Linked DNA regions of Sus scrofa: region 1 is linked to region 2. A link is a contact called in public Hi-C data. All regions are on one chromosome and are shown on one strand. Each heading gives the region's core, a stretch centred on a gene start, on an enhancer-like site or on the middle of the called end of the contact. The rest is flanking DNA. Distances are from core to core; before and after follow the strand shown. Region 1 has its middle 7.8 kb from the start of NAGS. Region 2 holds the start of ASB16 (ankyrin repeat and SOCS box protein 16).

The links. Hi-C and Micro-C count contacts between places; a contact is called where the count stands out from the background.
Region 1: a contact with region 2 is called in a Hi-C map of heart right ventricle, with 6 times the contacts expected there. The contact joins the enhancer-like site here to the promoter of ASB16 in region 2. A contact is called at or near these places in 3 of 47 Hi-C or Micro-C datasets (embryonic fibroblasts, heart right ventricle and skeletal muscle) and 1 of 2 datasets of contacts at active chromatin or transcription factors (skeletal muscle).

What each region holds. Positions count from the first base shown.
Region 1 is chr12:19,178,135-19,185,394 of Sscrofa11.1, reverse strand. No RefSeq gene overlaps it. Among named protein-coding and RNA genes, the nearest start is that of NAGS, 7.8 kb to the right of the region's middle. Within about 2 kb of position 2,109, at least 13 of the 83 cell types and tissues checked have an H3K27ac peak or open chromatin away from gene starts, as enhancers often do. A contact at or near this core is called in embryonic fibroblasts, where this site is marked.
Region 2 is chr12:19,035,564-19,041,759 of Sscrofa11.1, reverse strand. It overlaps ASB16 (ankyrin repeat and SOCS box protein 16), which reads left to right and starts at 1,279. Exons shown (of 5, transcript XM_021066898.1): 1 at 1,279-1,917; 2 at 3,059-3,326; 3 at 5,116-5,608; 4 at 6,008-6,121. The coding sequence starts at 1,326.

The sequences.
Region 1 (7,260 bases), core at 860-3,359, 140 kb before region 2:
AGAAATATTCTACACGGAACAAAACCCAACAACTTTTTTTAGTGTTACATTTGGCTGCTTCGCTAAGGTTTTGAAAGTTGTAGTAAAATACACATAATGTAAAATTTTCCATCGTAACATTTCTTTTAGGAACTGCCACGCTGTCTCCACGGCAGCTCTATGCTTTTGTATTCCCATCGATAACACACAAGGATTCCAGTTTCTCCACATCGTCACTCAGACTTGTTACTCTCGGGGTTTTGATAAGTGTGAGGCGGCATCTCACTGGTGTTCTGTTTTGCATTTCCCAGTAACTATTTTTTAAATGAAAGAGTCAACAGAATAAAAAAATAATAATAATCCAGGAGTTCTCATTGTTGCTTAGTGGGTTAAGACCCTGACCAGTATCCATGAGGATGCAGGTTCGATCTGATGTGGCTGTGCATGTGGCGTAGGGCAGCAGGTGCAGCTCCGGTTCAACCCCTACCCTGGGAACTTCCATTTGCCTTGGATGCGGCTGTGAAAAGAAAAAAATAATTATAATAAAATAATCCATGTGACAGTTATTATAAAGGGTTAATATCTTTTATATGTAAAATGAATATACACATGTCTAAGTAAAACAGTAGAATTCCCCCAAAGATAAATGGACATGAACAGACAACTCCAAAAGAGGAAAAACAAAATCAGAACAAATAGTTAGCATCACTGGTAACCAAGAAAGACAAAACAGGATACCATGTTTCACCTAGTAAGATTTCAAAACTTAAAAAAAAAAAAGATAAAACTCACAGCTGGCAAGAGTGATGGCAAATGGGAGTTTCCTGGTGGCTCAGCAGGTTAAGGATCGGGCACTGTAACTGCTGTGGCTCTGGTCCCTGTGGCATGGGTTGAGTCCCTGGCCCGGAAACTTCCACAGGCCCCAGGCAAAGCCCCCCCCCCAAAAAAAAGGAGTGCTGGCAAATAGACACTCATTCATGGTTGATGAGAGTGTATATTTCCAAAAGCAGCTTCTAAGGACTCCAGAGTATTAAAATTTCTTATGTGCTTTAACACAGAAATTCAGTTTCTGGGTACTTAACTGAAACAAACTCAATTTAGAAACCTGAGCACAAAAATGTGTACCACAGTTTATTTATTTTGTCTTTTTAGAGCCGCACCCTAGGCATATGGAGGTTCCCAGGCTCGGGGTCAAATCGGAGCTGCAGTTACTGGCCTTCGCCACAGCCACAGCAATACCAGATCCGAGCTGAGCTGTGACCTACACCACAGCTGACAGCAACTTCAAATCCTTAACCCACCAAGCAAGGCCAGGGATCAAACCAGCATCTTCATGGATACTAGTCGGGTTCTTTACTGCTGAGCCACAACGGGAACTCCCACAGCCATGGTTTTTAAATGTATAAAAAGAGCCTGGAAGGAGACAGACCAAATGCAAACAGGAGCTATATTAGTAGACTAGGTAGGGTTTTGCTTATCCAGTTTTCAGTTATTTGTCTAAATTTTCTAGGAAAAAACTACTGGTTGTTGGTATTTTCTTAAGTATGTCCTAACTGTTACCTGCAGCTTCTCCTTCAATTCCCTTTGTCCCATCCTGTGCTTTCTGGCTGGGGCTCCCCGCACCCCCACCCCATTCAGATCCATTCCCTCTTCCAAGAGCCGGACTTCGATCTGGCCATTCTCTGCCTTAAAATCCGTCACTGGCTCCCCAGGTCCCTTTAATCTGCACCCACAGCACTGGCCTCAACCCACCCTGAACTGTGCACCCTGGACTGTGCCCTGGATCTCTTGACCTGCCCCACCACACTTCAAGTCTGCCAACATTGGTACCTCCCCTGGGGTTTCTCGGTCGGAGCAGAAACCACCGGTAAGGTAGTGAGGGAAGCAAGAGTTTTCTCCCTATTGGGAAGACAAACGGAGGATCGTTGCGGTGGGAGCGAAAGCCCTACTGAAATCGGCCCGAGGCCAGTTTGTGAGTCTGGCACTGAACCCACGTGTTGTGAGCCCATATCAAGGCAAGGTCGGTGCCCATCCCATCCCGGCGTCCAATCGCCCGGCACCCTGCCCGGGACACGCTGGGATCTCCGTCCATGCGTCCCGCCTGAGGATCCCTGAGACTCCCCTCCCCCCCATCTTTGTCCCCAATAAAACCCCCACTCCTCCAAAGCCTGGGCCCCTGACCCCCACTCCGGCCCCCCGACCCGCGCGCTGGTTTTTCCCGGTAGAGATTTGGAGTAACGAGATCCCGAAGAGGGGGCGCGTGAAGCGGGGTGGGGTGGCTACGGCGCGCGCCTTGGCTGGGCTGGGGATGGCCAGAGCTGAGGGGTGTAAGCCGGGGCACGAGACCCCCAGGCCCACCACCCGGGGTGAGTTCCCACCAACCCCTCACGCGGATCGCTTTACTTGGTTGGAGGACGTCGGCCCTGCCTGCAGGCGGGCAGGACACGCCAGGGAGTCACCAGACTCTCACACCGCGTGGCCGGGCCGGCGTCGCCCTCTCGTGGCAATGGTGTGTAATGACAGTCTGCGGGCGCACAGGGACATCGCGACGCTTAATTTGGGCTGTGGACTTACTCCCTGAGTTCTGGAAGGCTGACTATTCATCCTTAGGACGGTTCCCGGAGCCCTGATACCCTGCGATCCCCTACCTACACTTGAAGCTCACCTTTGGACATGCGCATATTGGGATGAACGGCGTGAAATTTCCATTAGTTGACCTTTGTAATATAAAGGACACACAAACTGACAAAAGACACATACAAACTCTACCCCACACCTCACTCTCACACATCCCAACACACACACACACACACACACACACACTCTCTCTCTCTCTCTCTCTCTCTCTCCTCTCCTTGAAGAACACAGAGCTTTCAGCAGAAGTACCATCTAGTGACTGCACTCCCTTAGCGCTGGGTCCCGCGGAGCGCCCTACCCTGGCCCAGCCACAAGCTCACAACCGCCCTCAGTCTCGCTTCCTCAGCCCCAGCCTCTGCCCCTCTCCACCTTTTCAAACTCACTAGGGATATCCCCTTATGGAAAGCCACCTCTCCTGATCTCTAGGGATCAAGCCACACCTCTGCTCCCCTAATTTTCAGACTTTTATGCCCATAGAATCCCCTGGGGATCTTGTTAAAATGCAGATTTTTCACTCAGTAGGCCTAAGGTGAGCCCCAGACTCAGTATTTCGAACCATCGCCCCGTGATGCCAGGGACCACACTTTGAGAAACAGGACCCTGCTTCTTTCTCCAGGCTCAGCCTCCCCAGGACTGCCACTCTGTGGTCGCATCCCCAGCCCTCTGCCGCCCAGCTTCCCCACCCTTCGTCTTCACCACCCCGCTGAAACTGGGAAGTCACTGATGAGTGAAGGCAGTCACCTTTTCTCAGGTTTTGGGACATCCACACTGTGGGCTGTCCCTTCCTTCTTGAAACATCTGCACCTGTGGATTCTGGGTGACTCCTGATAGGCCTTCTGCTCTGAGCCCCCTCCAACCTCTCCCCAACCTCTCCCCTTTCCTTTTTTTTTTTTGTCTTTTTAGAGCCAAACCCACAGCATATGGGCACATGGAGGTTCCCAGGCTAGGGGTTGAATGGGAGCTACAGCTGCTGGCCTACACCACAGCCATAGCAACGCTGGATGCTAGCCGCATTGGTGACCTACACCACAGTTCACAGCAAAGCCGGATCTTTAACCCACTGAGCGAGGCTAGGGATCGAACCTGTGTCCTCATGGATACTAGTCAGATAGCTTTCCACTGAACCGTGACGGGAACTCCCCAACCACTCCCGTTTCTACAGCCCTGCCCAAAGCTCATGCCCAGGCTCAGAGGCCTCACCATCCCCCTCTCCATGCCTCTCCAGCCCTGGCCACTCTCCTGAGCTCCAGGCCCCTTTGCCAGCTTTCTGCCAGTTTTCTGCTAGGAAGCCCCCCCTGTACCCTGAAAGCACCTTACCTCCACTTGTCTAAAACCAGTCTTCTAGCATCTCTGTAATAATGGTAACATCTAATTTCATGGCATTACATGAGAGTTCATTATTAATACATATCACATGCTTGGAACAGGACCTGAGGGAGAGTTTGCTGTATTACAGTAGCCCTTCCGAAATACCGTCCATACCTAGAGCTAATAAACCGAAGGGAAGTCCTTCCTGTCACTGGGTTATGGACAAGGTCTTCTTTTTCTCTCCCTCTGTCTCCTTCTATCGTTTTAAGAAGGTCTCCATCAGATGCTGGCATGTCTTTCATCATCTTTTTTCCATTGCTGTCTATTCCAGAGAGGCAGGGAGTAGGGAGCCCCCTGCTGAACAAGGGGTGCGTGGTATACTTGGAACTGAAAATCTTTTTTTTTTTTGGTCTTTTTAGGGCTGCATTTGCGGCATCTGGAGGTTCCCAGGCTAGGGGTCCAATCGGAGCTGTAGCCCTGGGCCTACGCCACAGCCACAGCACTGCAAGACCCAAGTGTCGTCTGCGACCTACCCCACAGCTCACGGCAACACCAGATCCTTAACCCACTGAGCAAGACCAGGGATCAAACCTGCGTCCTCATGGATGTTGGTCAGATTCATTTCCACTGAGCCACGATGGAACCGAAACTCCAGGAACTGAAAATCTTAGATCCTAAATCTGTGGGTTTCACATTAACACACAATCACAACACACTTAAGAAAATAATACAGCAAATATCCTTTGTGCTCAAATTTCCCTGATTGTCTGATTTTTATGGTTTGTTGAATCAGAATCCAAATAAGGATTAAAAGAGATTTAAAAACACATCAGATTTAAAAACAAATCTAACTAGTATCTGTGAGGATGCAGGTTCTATCCCTGGCCTCACTCAGTGGGTTAAGGATTCGGCATTGCCGGGAGCCGTGGTGTAGGTCGCAGATGCAGCTCAGATCTGGCGTTGCTGTGGCTGTGGCGTAGGCCAGTAGCTGTAGCTCCTATTCGACCCCTAGCCTGGGAACTTCCATATGTCACAAGTGCGGCCCTAAAAAAAAAAAAAAAAAAATCTTTTGATCTATATCTTCTCCCTCACTCTTTTCCTTGCAATTTATTTGTTGAAGCCACCAGGTTGATTGTCCTATAAAATCTGTCAGAGTGTGAATTTTGCCAACTGCCTGCCCACAGAGAATTTTATATTTTCACCACAATGCAGTAAGGTGTATTCTCTTCCCCCCCATTTTACAGGTGAGAACACTGAGGCCCAGAGACATTAAATGCCTTGCTCAAACCTCTGCCGCCTAGGAAGTGGCAGAGGCCAGGCCTCCTGGCTTCCGGTCCGGGAAAAAATGGGACTGCGGCCTCCAAGCACCTAGTTCAGGACGAGGCTAAATACTCGTACTGAGTACTCTGTGCTCCCCGAAGGTGGAGAGGGCGGCCTTGGGGCTGCTTGGGGGATCCGAGAGCCAACCCCACTAACACAGGTTCCACAGACCCCGAAAACCATGAAGCCAGACTTCCCCTTCCACAGGCTCTGCTTCTCTCTCCGTGTCCTCTCGTCCTTAATTCATCCAATAAGTAGTTACGGGACCCCTCCTGCCACAGGCCAGACCTCACCACTGCGTGAATGAGTATGGCTGGGCGCTTCTGTACGTGGGTAGACGGGCACGGTCCCGGGGAGACGTGGGTTCTGCTTCTAACTCTGTCCGTCGTGTGTGTGTGTGTGTGTGTGTGTGTGTGTGTGTGTGTGTACAATCTGCGTGCATTTGTATCTCCAGATCTAAATGTCCCTGTCGTTGTCCATGCCCACAGCCAAGTGTATATTCGTGCGTTGTTCTCAGTACCTCTCCATGTGTGTGTGCGTGTGTTCTTATATATGACACAGTCACAGTCACCGTCCACAAAGGCACACAATTCTGTATGCAGGAGTTCCCTTCATGGCTCAGTGGAAACGAATCTGATTAGAATCCATCAGAGTTCCTGTCGTGGCGCAGTGGTTAACGAATCCCACTAGGAACCATGAGGTTGCGGGTTCGGTCCCTGCCCTTGCTTAGTGGGTTAACGATCCGGCGTTGCCGTGAGCTGTGGTGTAGGTTGCAGACGCGGCTCGGATCCTGCGTTGCTATGGCTGTGGTGTAGGCCGGCAGCTGTTACTCCAATTGGACCCCTAGCCTGGGAACCTCCATATGCCGAGGGAGCGGACCTAAAAAAGGTAAAAAAAAAAAAAAAAAAAAAAAAGACTAGCATCCATGAGGACACAGGTTCGATCCCTGGCCTCGCTCTCGTGTTGCTGTGCGCTGTGGTGGAGGCAGCAGACACGGTTTGGATCTGGCGATGCTGTGACTGTGGCATAGGCCAGCGGCTATAGCTCCAATTCAACCCCTAGCCTGGGAACCTCCATATGCTGTGGACGTGACCCTAAAAAGACAAAAAAAAATTCTGTATACAAATATGTGTCTGAGTGAACTGCATCTCTCTGTACACCTGCGTGTCCACACACATGTGTCTCTCTCTCTCTGTGTACGTGTGTGTCTGTGTGACTGTGGGTGCTGTGGGTCTCCACGGTGTCTATTCTGTGTGGCTCTGTACACCGTGTGTCTACACACCTGTGTATCTGTGTGCAGTTCAATGGAGGGTGTGGGTCTCTGCTTTTGTGCCCTCTGCGTATCTGTGCGGCCCCTTTGGTGCTGTAATTGAGAGGGTCAGCCACCAACCCTGGCCCCTCACCTGCCCAGATTCCTGCCACCTCCAGGCCCGCCTACACTGAGTGGCATTCAAGGAGGGCACGAAGGGAGGGAAAGCCTCAGCCCTTCAAAGCCGCCGGGGGCTCAGGGCTGAGGCCCCTGCTGAGAGAGGCATCGGAGGGGCTGGAAGGTTGTATCTGCTGCCAGCGTCTCCGTGACCCAAGGCCTAAGGAGAAGATGGGAGCCCCACTCTGGGCCCATTGACAGCAGACTTTGCTCCGAAAAATGAAACATCAGCCAGCTTCTGAGGAGAAAATATAAAATTCATGCTGGAAATACAGGCCAGCAATGATCCCGCAGGCCTTCAGCTCAGAGGGCTGGGTCAGTGGGGGTGTTGACCCCGTACGGGCCTCTCATCCGAAAGTAGGGTCAGTTCCCAACCGCAGGCTGGCCTTCCCCGGGGAGAGTGGCCCCAGGGTCACCTGGCCTGGAGTTAATCATCTACACGGGGTATCCCTGGGCCCCATTGGCTGTCTGGGGACACGGCCCTCTGGGCTGAAGCCCAAAGAAGAGGTAAGGAGTTCCCCACTCAGCGTCTGCCCCACTGGCCCAGGGTAAATGGGACGGGTGCTCTTGGCCACTGGACCCCGTGGGGC
Region 2 (6,196 bases), core at 30-2,529:
TTGGAGTTGGAGGGAGAGCGCAGGGCTCAGGGGTTTGGAGCTGGGGAGTGAGCTGTTTCGGATCCTGCCTTTGGGGCAGTGGAGCCCAGGGGTTGTGGCCCGAGGAAGGAACACCGGGTAGGAGGCTGGGCTGCTCCAGGTTAAAGACCTTGAGTCGGTGCCTGCACGTGTGCCAATGGGAGCCTTGTGAGGGTACCAGGGAAAGGATGGGGTCGGGGACTCCTGAGCCGGGGCCCTGCAGGGCCAGGCAGTGGAGGAAGCGCAGTGGGCAGAGGCGCCCAGAGGGGTGTGGGCAGACCCACCCTGAGGGGCTGAGGGGCCTCCCGCCCTCCCCTCCACTGCTCGGCAGTAACACCAGCTAGTGCTGTTTCACGGCCTCATTCCTCCCCCTAGAGGCTTCTGGAAGCATAGCAACTTTCTCCAGAGAGTGAGTGGGTTTGTGACAGACGGTTCCTAAAGTTTAAAGGGAAAGCAGTGGGTCTTCCTCAGGCACCTAAACCCTCTTTAGGAGCTCGGGGGTGGGGTGGGGGGACCAAAACAAGATGCACTGAAGGCAGTTTTGGGGGCTGGGCTGTCCTGCTTAGAAGGTGGGGAGAGGCTCTCACTGAGGTGCACCATCTATGAAGTCAGGCCCACTGGGGTCCTAGCCTGGCTCCCGGTCCACAAGCTGTGACCTCGAGCCAGTGAGTTCACCTTGCCTGCCCATCTCAGAGGAGCCAAACTGATGATTAGCCTGATCGTATAATTTCTTGTCAAAACCAAGTTTGCTGTTTACGTGGGTGAGCCAGGAAGCAGGGTCACCTGAGTAAACATGGATATGAAAGTGATTTAAGGCGTTCCCATTAGCTCAACAGAAATGAATCTGACTAGGATCCATGAGGACGCAGGTTCGATCCCTGGCCTCGCTCAGTGGGTTAAGGATCTGGTGTTGCCATGAGCTGTGGTATAGGTCGCAGACACGGCTTGGATCCCACACTGCTGTGGCTGTGGCATAGGCCAGTGGCTACAGCTCCGATTTGACTCCTAGCCTGGGAACCTCCATATGCCGAGGGTGCGGTCCTAAAGAGACAGGAAAGAAAAAGTGATTTAAATATTGTAAAATCTTGTGCCTATAGGTGCAGAGTTATTCCTGCTACTGCAGGTGTCTGAACCCTGACGTGACCTGCCCTTATTTCCTGGACTGGGGTCCTCCCTCCAGCCAGCATCAGAGAGGTCTGGGGATTCTGACACTCCCCCCCTGTCCTGTCCATTCCCTGCTTGACTGTTTCACTCACCTCGGACGGGACCTTGCCACCCCAAGATGCTCACTCCAGAGACGCGGGAGGATGCAGGCCTGGGGCTCAGCCGAGGGCTGGCTCCCCATTCGGAGGGTATCCGCAGGGGCTGGCCCTCTCCCCGGGCTGGGGGTTGGCCCAACACCTTCTCCACAAAAAGATGATGACTCTGGGCAAACCATGTTTATCAGAGCTGCGAAGGGCCTATTTATAGCCTCAGCTGCTTCTCTCTGGGTCACGGGTGAGGGGGCAGGGTGGCCTCTCAGAGCGAGGGTGGCAGTCGCACCCGAGGGAGGCTGGCTCTGCTGGGCGGCGGCTGCCCAGACCCCCGGATCGCGGCCCATGGCGGAGGAGACCTTCCCCTTCACCTCCTCCACCCTGCGCTCTCTCCGCCTGCAGCGGGAGTGGCTGGAATGGGAGGACCGGCGGCGGGCGGCAGCCCAGCGGTGCCGGAGCCAAAGGTGCCCCTCGAGTTCGCGGGCCCGACTCACCAGGCCGCGCCGCTCCTGCCGGGACCCGGCTGTGCACAATGCCCTGTTCTCCGGCGACCTGCAGCAGATCCAAGCCCTGTTCCAGGACGAAGACGCTGCCAACATGATTGTGGAGACTGTGAGCAACCAGCTGGCCTGGTCAGCTGAACAGGGTAGGGAGCACCAGGTGGGGGCCGAAGAGCAGGGAGAGGGAGGAGGGGGGAGGGGAGAGCGCCTGGGTCCATCGCCTCCCTCCTGACCTGAGACTAGACAGTCCCTTCCCACGGCCCATTCTGCCCCCACCCCCCAAAACAGAGAGGAGGCACACTGAGTGGTTTGTGTGTCTTTTCAGAATTAACATCATGTTAACATATTACATGAATTTCATAGGCACACAGTTATATTCTTTTTTTTTTTTTTTTTTTTTTGTCTTTTTGCCCTCTGTAGGGCCGCTCCCACGGCATATGGAGGCTCCCAGGCTAGGGGTCTAATCGGAGCTGTAGCCACCAGCCAACACCAGAGCCACAGCAATGCAGGATCCGAGCTGTGTCTGCAGCCTACACCACAGCTCACAGCAACGCCGGATCCCCAAACCGCTGAGCAAGGCCAGGGATCGAACCTGAAACCCATGGTTCCCAGTCGGATTCGTCAACCACTGAGCCACGGCAGGAACTCCCACAGTTATATTCTAATGCAGTTTTTTCCTCTGAATATATAGCCGTAAATATAGAGCCATACATGAGTATTTTTTCTTTTGGAGAAGGAAATTATACTCCAGATGCTATTTATAGCCTAATATTTTTTTCATGTAACATCTTTCTATGTCAATTACCATAAATCCACATAATTTTTTTTTTCTTTTTAGGGCTGCACCCGTGGCATATGAAGGTTCCCAGGCTAGGAGCTGAATCAGAGCTATACCTGCTAGCCTACACCACAGCCACAGCAACGTGGGATTCAAACCACGTCTGTGACCTACACCAACAGCTCACAGAAGTGCCACTGATGGAGGCCAGGGATGGAACCCAAGTCCTCCTGGATTCATTTCCACTGTGCCACAATGGGAACTCCCTTTTAAAGGGCAATTGACTGTTTTTGTCTATGACACACATACTGTGTTTTGTTACAGATTGACAAACTGTAACAGTTTACACTCCCAACTGGGGGCCTAAAGGAGCCACTTTCCACAGGTACAGAGAGCACAGAGTTGTGCTCAGCCCGGTGTGCAGAGGGAGGGCCAGTGTCATTTGTACATACAGCCTGCCCCGCCCGCTGTCTCACATACGTTACCCCCACACTACCTGCTCTCTCCAGGGTTCTGGGTGCTGACCCCCAAGGCCAAGCACACGGCACCCCTTACCATCACTGCGGCCCGAGGCTACACCGACTGCGCCCGCTACCTGATCCGGCAGGGAGCCGAGCTGGACGCTCGAGTCGGGGGCCGCACAGCCTTGCACGAGGCCTGTGCCCGGGCCCAGTCCGACTGTGTGCAGTTGCTGCTGACCTTCGGCGCCAAGGTCAACGTGTTGTCCGAGGAGGGCACGACCCCCTTGCACCTGTGCACAGCCCCGGAGTCCTTGCAGTAGGTGCCCAGGGGCTGAGATGGTTTGGGGAGGTGGGGGGCTGTTGTCTTGTGTGTCTCCAGCTCACATGCCAGGAAAAGGGTAGCACCGCACATACACCAGCCCTCACAACAGCCTGGGGCCCATTCTCTGGACGATAAAACGGAGGCTCAGCGTAGTTTCCTGACGTGCCCAAGGTCACATCAGGAAAGCTGTGTTCCTACTGTAGTCCCCTATTCCCTGGGGATGGACTTTTCGGTTTGTTCGTTTTTGGCTGCGCATGTGGTATATGGAAGTTCCCAGGTCAGGGGTCAAAACCTCACCACCATTGTGACTGGAGCCACAGCAATGACAACGCCAGATCCTTAACCCACTGAGCCACAAAGGAACTCCTCCCTGGGGACTTTCTGTAGCCACATTCCTAGCTGTTTTGAGGTGGGCATCAAGAATGATCTAGGAGTTCCCTTCATGGCTCAGTGGTTAACGAATCTGACTGGGAACCATGAGGTTGCGGATTCGATCCCTGGCCTCGCTCAGTGGGTTAAGGATCTGGTGTTGCCGTGATCTGGTGCTGCTGTGGTGTAGGTCACAGACGTGGCTCGGATCCTGCGTTGCTGTGGCTGTGGTGTAGGCCTGCGGCTGTAGCTCCGATTCCACCCCTAGCCTGGGAACGGTCATAGGTAGTTTGTGGCTGGCTGGCTGCTGCTCAACACTTGGCCACTGAGTAAAGCGCCTACCGCACATGCGCACTGAAGGGAGCTGGAACTCTGGCCCTTTGGGGAAGGACGCTTGGTCAGCAGGGTTTCGTGGGGGATCAGGGATCTGCTCCTGACTTTCCAGTGGCTACCGTTCTGGCTTTTAAAATTACTGTTAGTTTAGTGTCATCATTAACTTAGCTTGCAGCACGTTTGATTTACCCCATGATGCTTAATGATGCATATTTACCTCAACAGTGTTCTGACCTATATTTTGTCCAGGAACTAGAAGACTGTGAAACCTGTGCTCCCTAAAATCTGGTGTTTATTGTTTGGTTTTGTTTGTTTTCTCCAGGGGAAGGTGGAGTAAGCGAGACCCAAGTGCCTTCCTTTGCTGGAGTGGGTGTGGCTGGCCAGGAAGGGTGGTCTCCGTGTCTGGAGTCAAGAAGAAAACACTAATTAGAACTTCTACTTCTTTTTCCTTGGGGGTCATAAGCCTTAATTCTGTGCTTCATAGTGTACACAGAGGGTTTTCAAAACTTTTCGTGCTATCACAATGTTAGGAGAATTGACAGAGCAATGGAAATCAACTACAATAAAATTCTTTTTTTTTCTTTTAGGGCCACACCTGTGGCATATGGAGGTTCCCAGGCTAGGGGTTGAATCAGCCACAGTAACGTGAGATCCGAGCCATGTCTGCAACAGCTCACTGCAACACTGGATCCTTAACCCACTGAGCAAGGCCAGGGATCGAACTTGCATCCTCATGGTTACTAATCAGATTTGTTTCCCTTGCACCACAGCAGGAACTCTGAGGCGTGAGTATTAATCCCCACGCAGCCACTAACTTGCTGTGTGTCTTTTGCGGCATAGCAAACTTTCTGAGCCAAAGTTTTTCGTCTGAAACCTGAAATGCTCTTGGTGACTTTAATGAGCCTTCCAGCTCTGGTGTCTGTCATGGGGCTGCTGTGAGTCTGGCGGTGGGCATCGGGTTGGCCTGAGCCAAGGAGGGTGGGAAGAAGGGATCAGGGTGACAGCTGGCTGAAGGGTTCCCAGGCCAGGCCTGGTCCCTCAGGATTGGCCTGGGGTGGGGGGTCTCATACCTTGTTCCCAGGTGCGCCAAGATGCTGCTGGAGGCGGGAGCGACTGTGAACTTGGCCACACAGGATAGCGAGGTGACGCCTCTGCATGTAGCTGCCGCGCGTGGCCTGGAGGAGCACGTGGCCCTCTACCTGGAGCACGGCGCCAACGTGAACCTGCGCACCAGCCAGGGCGAGACGGCCCTGAACGCAGCGTGTGCGGGGGCCGAGGGCCCGAGCAGCAGCCGGCAGCACCAGGCTGCTGCGCGCCGGCTCCTGGAGGCTGGGGCCGATGCCCGGGCAGCTGGGCGCAAGCGCCACACGCCGCTGCATAATGCCTGTGCCAACGGCTGCGGGGGCCTGGCCGAGCTGCTGCTCCGCCACGGGGCCTCTGCTTCAGTCCCCAATGGGGCAGGCCACACACCCATGGACTGCGCCCTGCAGGCTGTCCAGGACGCCCCCAACTGGGAGCCCGAGGTCCTCTTTGCCGCGCTGCTGGACTACGGCGCCCAGCCCGTGCGCCCTGAGGTGCGCAGGGAGGGCCTGTGACAGGAGGCTCCGGTTGGGTGGGGGAGCCTGAGGCTGGAATTGCCCCGCAGGCCGCAGGGGAAGAGAGGCCAAGAGACTGGGAGCCCACCCTCTCTGCCAGAGGTCTGCCCCCACCTTGGGAAGGAAGAGTAAGAACCATGGGGGAGGGTGCCCAGGGAAAAAAAAGCCCCGGAGGTAACTGGCTGGGGCCAGGAGGTTGGCGCACCCTTGAAGGGGGGTAAACTGAGCCACAGAAAAGGATGAGAGACTCAGACCTTGGCTTCCCACATTTGGATGGAGTGGGGCTTTGGTCCACGATGGACTTGAGCCTGCCCTTGGTTGGAGAGTGCCCTGAACCCTCTTTTGTTTTCTAGTCTGAAAATCTCTTTGGATTTCTAGATGCTGAGACACTGTGCCAACTTCCCTCGGGCCCTGGAAGTCCTGCTTAATGCCTACCCTTGTGTCCCGTCCTGTGATACCTGGGTCGAGGCAGTGCTCCCAGAGCTGTGGCAGGTATGTCCACCCCACAGGCACAACTTCCTCCTGGGCTCTGGGGGAGAAAGAGAGGAAGGATGAGCCCCAGGCCCA